Regions from separate parts of the Mus musculus genome. Here region 2 is linked to region 1. Evidence: chromatin contacts called from public promoter capture Hi-C data. All regions are on one chromosome and are shown on one strand. The core of a region is the stretch at or near the end of the contact, and the rest is flanking DNA. Distances in the headings are between cores, read along the strand shown.

Region 1 (4,226 bases), core at 1,582-4,081:
CTATAGAGGACATAAGAAAGGGAGCGTCCGGCATCCTACTCTGTGACCTATCTCTAGTGCCCAGAAGGTATTCACCCCCTCTTTTCTAAGAAAGTGAGCTTAGGCTGTATTTGCCATGGTGTGTGTGTGTGTCTGTGTATGTGTGTGTGAGTGTCCATTTTAGGGTTCTCTTTTAGCATTCTTCCATTGGACAGACCAAGCTGCTTTCCTGGCGCTTCTTGCAGAAGAAGCCATTCCATATTTGAGCTGAATTCAGCAACCAGCACTATCTTAAGATAAAGGTCTACTCTCAAAGAGCATAGAGTCAGCTGGGCATGGTGGCGTATGCCTTTAATCCCAGCACTCGGGAGGCAGAGGCAGGCAGATTTCTTAGTTCGAGGCCAGCCTGGTCTACAGAGTGAGTTCCAGGACAGCCAGGGCTATACAGTGAAACCCTTCTCACAAAACAAAAGAAAACAAAGCATAGAGTCTAGGGTGGGGGAGGCAGTTCAGTGGTATTTGCCAGTTACATTTAGGGCCCTGGGTTTTGGGCCTCAGCACTGGGGTGGGGAAGGGGAAGTTTACAATGTAATTGCATAGGCAGAGCATACAAATAAGTTCACGTTCCATGTGCTCAAGAGGGAAACTCAGGTGCCAGCCATGATCCTTTTCTTTGCCTTATCCTGTTGTTTACTCGCCCTACTTCTGGACTAGGTCTTTAATTCATTCTCGTATCTCCATCTTCCACCTTGATGTCCTTGTTCAAGTCAGTCGCCTCTCTTACCTAGAATACTTACATGCTGTAGTGTCTCCTAACTGCCCTTGCTTCTTGTGGCCTTCACACACACACACACACACACACACACACACACACACACACAAGGGTAATATATCTTTATTTTATTCTTTGAGAATTTTTTGCACATATACAATGTATTTTAATAATATCTACTCACATTCTTCTCCAACTCCCTTGGGATGACACCCACCCAAACACACACACACACACACACACACACACACAGAAGCTTTATTTTTGTGACATGATTTCTCTATTAGCCCAGGCTGGCTTCAAACATTATCCTCACACCTTCAGTTTGGGCTACTAGCATGGATTAACATATCTGGCTCTTCTTTCTGCTGCCTCCTCCTCCTCCTCCTCCTCCTCCTCCTCCTCTTCCTCCTCCTCCTCTTCCTCCTTCTTCTTCTGAGTTAGGGTCTTGTTATGCTGTCCTGAATGACCTTGAACTCCTGACCTCAATCAATCCTTTTACCCCAGGATCCCAGGTAGCTGAGTCCAGATATGGCCAGCATGCCTGGAAGATCCATTAAACTTAATTATGTCATTTCACAATGCTAGAATTACTTCCGTGATACTTGGAGTAAAATTGGAATTACAGTCAGACATAGTCATGAACACCTATAATTTCAGCAGAGGAAGGCAACCCTGGAGCTGGATATGGTGGTACACACCTGCAATCCCAGTATTCAGGAGTGGAAACCACCTTGGCTGCTTCAGACCAGTGTCCCAGACCAGCCTCAGATAAACAGGATCCTGTCTCAAGAAAAGAAAAATAAAAACCAACCAACCAACCAACCAAACAAACAAACAAAACACATTACTAGCATCACCGAGAGTAATAAAATATCATAGTGGCATATTTTTATAAACCCAGAATGTGGGGGGCAGAGGCAGGAGCATCTCTTCAAGGCTAGCCTTGTGTACAGGATCCACATGGTAGAAGAAAAAAACCAATTCCTCTAAGTATGGACTGTGGTGTTCCTGCCACAGAAAGAAATAAAGATAATGGCCTTCTTCCTCTTCCTCTTCCTCTTCCTCTTCCTCTTCCTCTTCCTCTTCCTCTCCTTCTCCTTCTCCTTCTCCTTCTCCTTCTCCTTCGATTTATTTATTATTATATGTAAGTACACTGTAGCTGTCTTCAGACACACAAGGTCAGATCTCATTATGGATGGTTGTGAGCCACCATGTGGTTGTTGGGATTTGAACTCAGGACCTTCAGAAGAGCAGTCAGTGCTCTTAACTGCTGAGCCATCTCTCCAGCCTGCCCCTCTTCTTCTTAAGCTATTGGGCTGCAACATCACTCCAAGGGAACCCAGGTTCCAGAGCTGGGGCATCAGGTGTAGGTGCTCCAGCAAGCGTGGGCTGGAGATCAGACCTGGTGGGGAGGGGCGGCTGGAAGGCAGGACCCATGCAGACCTGGCTGTAGATCAGGGACACAGGGAAATTTTGGGGCTCAAACAAGTTTGGAAAGATGGCAGGGACCCTGGTCATGGAGAACAGGTAGGTTGGACAAAGGAGCCAGTGGAACCGAGAAGAAGGGCGTCCTGTGGTGGCTTCTATCCCTCTCTATGTTCTAGTTTCTAGGCTCTTTCTTGGTGTCTGGCGCTTGCTTTTCTTTATTCCTCTCACATTCAGCCCTCTGTTCCGGAGGCTTTCGAAGTAACTCTATCTTAGTCTCTTTTTAAATTCCCTGCCCCGGGCCCCCCACTTTTGAGTACGTATCAGCTCGTCTTTCAGTTTGAGCCTCTCAGGAGGTGTTCTCTTCTTTAGGTCTACCCAGACTCTCACCCTCTTGTCTTCTTTTCCAATCTTGTTTCAGTACTGTACCTGGGGTCTGGGGTAGGAAGAACCCGCTAGGACCAAAAAAAAAAAAAAAAAAAAAAAAAAAAAAGGCGCCAGGGGGCGGGTCCAATCCATCTTCATTTGCATATGTATGAGGTCTCCTGAGCGAGCAACGAAGAGGCGGGGTTCCTGAGGGGTGGGTGGGAAGGGGGCGGACACCCTCAGAGTCACAGACTATAAAGACTGTGCGCAGGGTTCGCGCTCCCCGCACTGCTGAGGAGCGGAGCCTCCGATTGGGGGGCCCCTATCCTTGTCTTTCCCCCACAACTGCTTGTCCCCGCCCCAGCTCCCACTGGCTGGGCCAACTGTGGTGTGGCTGTCGCCGTTTGTCGGAGGAGCCTTAATCGGCCACCTGCCGCGTTCTACAGCCTCTTTGCATCTCGGATTTCGGGGCGGCTCCCTCCCCCATCTTTCCCTGCTTCTTTGCACCCCGCTTTTTCTGCGTTTCGCTCGAATTTTGGAGCCGTCTGGTTTTGCACCCCTTTTTGTTTTGCTTCTAGGCGGTGTGTGGGGTGAAGGTGCCTCGGCATCCCTTTCCCTGGTTATCTTTCCCTGTTTTGACAGCCCCCCTTTCTATCGCAGTCGGGGGGCCTAGCCTCGGTGCACCTTCGCCGCACTGCCAGCAGACCACAGTGCGTGGCTGTGCACCCCGGAATTTGCAGCAGCTGTATATCTGACTGGAGTCTCCCTGCCTCGCTCCCGCGCGCATTTGGTGCGTGGAGGGCTTCAGCGCGCGACGCCCCGGCTTCTCCGCAGCCCCCAGCAGCGCGCCGGGACTCGCCCCGTGCCTCCAAGATGGTCATCCAGAAAGAGAAGAAGAGCTGCGGGCAGGTGGTTGAGGAGTGGAAGGAGTTCGTGTGGAACCCGCGGACGCACCAGTTCATGGGGCGCACCGGGACCAGCTGGGGTACGCGGGGCTGGCGCGGGAAAGGTGGTAGCTGACCGCTCGGCGATGCCTTTGGGGCGCAGGGTCCCGCGGGCGTCGCCCCAGCTCCCCTGCCGGGTCCCTGGCGTCCAGCCCCCACTGTCGGGCTTTGGATCGGGAGGGGCCCCGAATCAGCGGTCTAATCTCTCTGACTGGCCGCTGCGGAGGCGGAGAAAGTAGGTCACTGCCGCCTGCCCGCCCCCCGCGGAGCCCCCTCGGGCGGGGGGTCGCGGGCTCTGCGCGCGTGTCCGTGCCACGGCGCTCCCGCTCCGGCTCAGGCCCTGCGGCTGCACACGGTCATCATCCCTCTCCCCGAAGAGTGCCCTAACTCTCCCTCTGGCTCTCACTAGCTAGCCAACCTCGTTTATTTTTAGCTCTCACCCACCCCCTTGGACCCTGGGAACATTCATGAGGAGGCGGATCTGGCAGGGGGGTCTTGGGAGGGGGGGTTCTTAACAGCGGAAGTTGTTTGTCTGTATTCCACCATTGGGCGTTTGGAGTCCTCTGTGGCTGCTTTGTGGGTGGGGGGCTGCCAGGAGGGATGGTATTTTTCCAGGCTTGAGGTTTTCAGATGTCAGAGGTGGAGGGAGTAATGGTCACTGTGCTGATATGGGTACATCCTCAGGCAGGGTGTTTACATGGGACTCAGATGCCTTGGAAGAACTCTCTACCCTTACC
Region 2 (4,267 bases), core at 353-2,852, 1.1 Mb before region 1:
GATTAGAGAGAGGCAGCATAGTTAAGAGCTTTAAGAGAATTCATTGGCACTTACAAAGGAACCATGTCCTTGGTGTAACTGAAATATAATTTCTTTATTTTTTTGCATTTAATTATGTATATACTTATATAGTGCATGCCACAACATGTGTGTGGAGGTCAGAGGACAATTTATGGGAACTGGCTCTCTCCTTCCATCATTTGGGTCCTGACTTAGGTCATCAGGCTTGGTGGCCAATACCTTTACCTGCTAAGTCACCTTGCTGACTCTCAAACATGATTTCTATAGTATGGAAAGAAGCAATTGAGGGATGGAAGTCATATAAGCTGGAAGGCGTGACATGGCCCATGATTACAAGAAAGCACATCGTTAATTGGGGGTCACTGTTTGGCCCCTGGATCAAAAATTCTTGTCTGTGAAGAACAAAAAGTTGGGGTGAATTGAAGGTCAGTGGTAGCACCTGTGATTCTCAGCAAGAAGTGCTTCAGGCCAGGGGTGAGGGATGAAGAGACTGGAAGACTGACCTCCAGGCACTAGTCTCCTCCATCTAATGTCTCCACAGACTGAAGAGGGCCCAGTGGGGCAGCTCTGATGCTACACCTGAACTTCCAGCACTTGAAGAGGGCTTTGAACTCCTAAGCACTACAAAATACTTTGACGTGGAAGAAGAGAGGGCAACCTATCCACAGAAAGAGACTTATTCTGTCACTCCCAGAGATCAGGTAAAACTGGAGAGGAACACAGTAAGGTTAGGGAGGAAGTCAATTCATAATCAAATGGGGATGTGGCAGAAGCCAAGAGCCAGGTAGGATAGCTGGTTTAAGGACGAAAAGTGGTCAAGAAACTGAGCTTTTGAGGGTATGTGCCTGAATTTGGCAATTAAGAAATCTGGAGAGAGTCCTGTTTTTCCATTCTTGCTTTTCTTATCCCCTTGCTCTCAATTGCTCTCACCTACAGCTGCTTTGGACTCCCTGGACTCCTGTAGGCCAGCAGGGGACTTATGCCTCTGGGCAGCTAAGCTCTTTGACCTACAGCACTGCTACAGCCAGAAAGAACCCCGTTTACGATCCCCAGGCGATGGAGTTGGAGTCTGAGGAGTAGTGGGAAATCATCCAGGCCCAAGCTACGGGACCCAAGATCAATTCAAACATCAGGACTCCCTAGTGCTGGCTTCAGAGCGGATGTTTTCTATCTCTGTTGTCTCCATCCCATAGCGTAGGCATTCACAGCCCACTTGAGTTCCTATCTAACTGCCCAGTACACTCGCAGCCGGGTTTTTCTCTAGGCCAGAACCTGGTCTTGTGTTCTCTCTGTTCTGTTATTAAAGAGCACCAAATAGTCTTGTTTCTGTGCGAGGTAGTGATGGAAGGGGAATGAAAAGGCGGACTCCGTTGATTTTTTTGAGGATTCAGGACAATGAAGTTAGGCTAGGTCCCTAAATTTGCCGAGTCTCGCCCGAGGCCAGAAGAATTCTGCATTCTCAAGCACTCTCCTTTGCCTCCAGGGCTCTGGCCCTGGACCTCTGCCCACGCCCCATCCTCCTGCGCCCACAAGTCACGTCAATCGGCCGAGCTTCCGCCTCCGGATCCCGGTTCTCCTCAGCGCTATTGCCTCTTTAGGGACGGTCCAGCAGCGCGTCTCGTAGACTGGCCCAGAGTCCCAAGTGTGCTGACCCCAGGTTCCCTTCCCGACCCCCGTTCCCTTAATTGGGAGGCCCCGCCCCGTGCGCACTGACGTCGAACGCCGCTGTCAGCCGGCGCTAGGGGGGGTCGGTTTGGGGTAGAATGGCCGCTGCCGCCGTCACCCGCGGGACCCCGGGAGGTAAGAGCCAGGGCCTCTAGCCCGCCTCTCCGCCCCCGCGCCAGGGGGCGCAGCTCCACGCGGCCCGGGTGTGGAGCGCGGCGCTGGGGACCACCGTCCCTCCACCCCGTTTGCCCCCACCTCACCGCTTCCGTCCTCTTTCCCCGCGCCAGGGGGCGCCGCTAGGCGCAGGGCCCCTTCACGGATCAGAGAGTGCGGGGAGAGTCCCCAGACCCCCTCCCCGGTCTCCCGCACTGCCCCTTGCTGCCAGGTGTTCATGAACTCTGCTCAGCTGCTTCTCCAGAACATCCGGGTTTGCGGGCGGGACCCCCTCCCACCTCCGGGGTTCTCCCAGGACCCCTGCCCCCTTTGGGGAGAGCATCCCACCCCCGGCGACAGTCTTAGACCACCGCTCTCAGGCCCGCAGTCTCATCCGGCTCCAGCTCTGCACCCTGGCAAACTGCCTAGCCAGAGCTGCGCACCTGCACCCTGGGGTGGACTTTTTATCCCAACCCTAGCCTCTCTGCACACCTCCGATCCGATCCTGAATGGGCTTCCACCCCCTCTCCATCCCCGGACACCTGGCAGAACCCGCGCAGAGAGCCTCCTCCAGCTCCCATCTGTTCCTCAAGAGGGCGGAGGCTCAGGCTGGAGCCAGAGCAGTAGAGGGGATATGGTAGGCTGGGAGCCAGAGAAGAAGCAGAGGTTGGGGAAATAGGAGTGTTAGGGTGAAGTAGAATTCTAGCTGCAAAGAGGAAGCCGGCATGTCCCACCCGGAAGCTTACTCCAACATGTCTATTCCAAATTCTCCCAGCCCCTGACCAACCTGAGAGAGAGCACATGAGGTCAGTTATCAGCTCTACCCTTCCTCTTAGAAAAAGTCAGAGAGAGAAGGAAATTGGGGTGTGTCTTCAAAGGCCCAGCTTGTTACCGGACTTGGACTTAGATCTGCTTTCCTTCAGCATCCAGGTTTTCTTGCCAAGCCATCCTCCTCCTAGGACCAGAGCCCCAGCTCTCACAACTTGCCTACCCTTCCCTCTAGCCTTGCTCTCCCTTCCTAAACGTACCCTGAGTTCTTTTTTCTGTTTGATTTTTCCGTGGAGAAATAGATCTACTAACTGACCTCACCTACTCTCTCTCAGGTCGGTCAGGGCCTGTGAGAATCTAGGTTAGACATGCAGGATCCAGCTTCCTGCCCTAGGGAATGCTCCAGCACTGTGAGCATCCCCCACTCATCCCTTTCTTCTGAGCACCCTGTTCTGTCTTGTCTCCCCACTCATGTTGGTTCCTGGTACTATGTTCTTTCATCTCTGTTCTCTGGTTCTGCTGTCACATTCTAGTTCCACATTTTCTTCATCTTTCCCAGATGTCAGCACTGAGTTCTAAACCCCTTTTATCACACCAAGCTCCTCATCTTGGGTTAATGTGGGGGCTTCTTCCATGACCTTATTCTCTCCTTTTCCAGCACAGACTCCCCCTCCCCCCGGCCCCTCAGGCCGGGGGTGACCTGGCCCCCTGGAACCTTCACCATGAATACCAAGGACACCACTGAGGTTGCTGGTAAGTTCACAAAATGGGTTCTCAGTTTGGACACAGCCTTTTTTTGCTACTCTCTGGCCCTCTGAGTCTTTGCTCCCCTTGTCTCTTGTCCTGGTTACAGTTTCCCCAGGGTTCTGGATTATATTTGGCTCTCTTCCTCTGTTTTGCCTCTAACAAGGCTCTTCCTCCGGTCCCCTCTAGAGAATAGCCACCACCTGAAGATCTTCCTCCCCAAGAAATTGCTGGAGTGTCTTCCTCGATGCCCACTGTTGCCTCCAGAGCGGCTCCGATGGAATACAAATGAGGTTTTCTAGGGAGCTTGGGGGATTGGGACCCAGCAAACCCTGGTGGAATGGAGGAGGTGGAGTGCTATGTCTGTGGACACTGGTTGCTGAGCACTAGTCTAGGCCTTTCGGAGATTATAGAATCACAAAGTCTTGGACCTTATGGGAGTCCATTTCTCTTCGGTATAATCCATCCATACAAAACAACAGCGTAATATTTCTTCATATTGAGTACCATGCTGTGTATCTGACCTGTATTAGCTCATGTCACTCTAGATGTTAATGAAGAGAAAGTGATTAGTTTTGTTTCTATGTGTTAAATGCTTGGTTTTGGATAGGGTATCATGTAGTCCAGGCTAGTCACACACTTGCTACATAGCCAAGGATGACCTTAAATATCCAGTCCTCCTGCCTCTACCGCTTGAGTGCTTGGATTCTAAATGTGTGCCACAAAACGTAGTTAATGAAGTGCTGGGGCATGAAGCCAAGGCCTTGTGCATGCTAGGCAAGCCCTCTGCTGACTGGGCTACTCCCTTGCCCTGGCTTTGAACTCTCAACCCTCCCGCTTCCATGTCCCTGCTCAGGTACATATGATGGTGAAGACCAGAGAGGTCTATGTCAGATATCTTCCTCAGTCATTCTGC

Evidence for each region. Capture Hi-C pulls out chosen DNA fragments and counts their contacts.
Region 2: a contact with region 1 is called in a promoter capture Hi-C map of liver, with 2.3 times the contacts expected there. The contact joins the promoter of Camta2 here to the promoter of Atp1b2 in region 1. A contact is called at or near these places in 1 of 39 promoter capture datasets (hippocampal neurons) and 1 of 9 other capture datasets (liver).

What each region holds. Positions count from the first base shown.
Region 1 is chr11:69,604,565-69,608,790 of GRCm38.p6, reverse strand. Atp1b2 (ATPase, Na+/K+ transporting, beta 2 polypeptide) reads left to right here and starts at 2,831. Exons shown (of 7, transcript NM_013415.6): 1 at 2,831-3,530. The coding sequence starts at 3,419.
Region 2 is chr11:70,685,440-70,689,706 of GRCm38.p6, reverse strand. Camta2 (calmodulin binding transcription activator 2) reads left to right here and starts at 1,602. Exons shown (of 23, transcript NM_001190376.1): 1 at 1,602-1,821; 2 at 3,266-3,360; 3 at 3,541-3,644. The coding sequence starts at 3,330. Inca1 (inhibitor of CDK, cyclin A1 interacting protein 1) reads left to right here. Exons shown (of 7, transcript NM_001252484.1): 6 at 563-722; 7 at 958-1,346. The coding sequence ends at 1,101.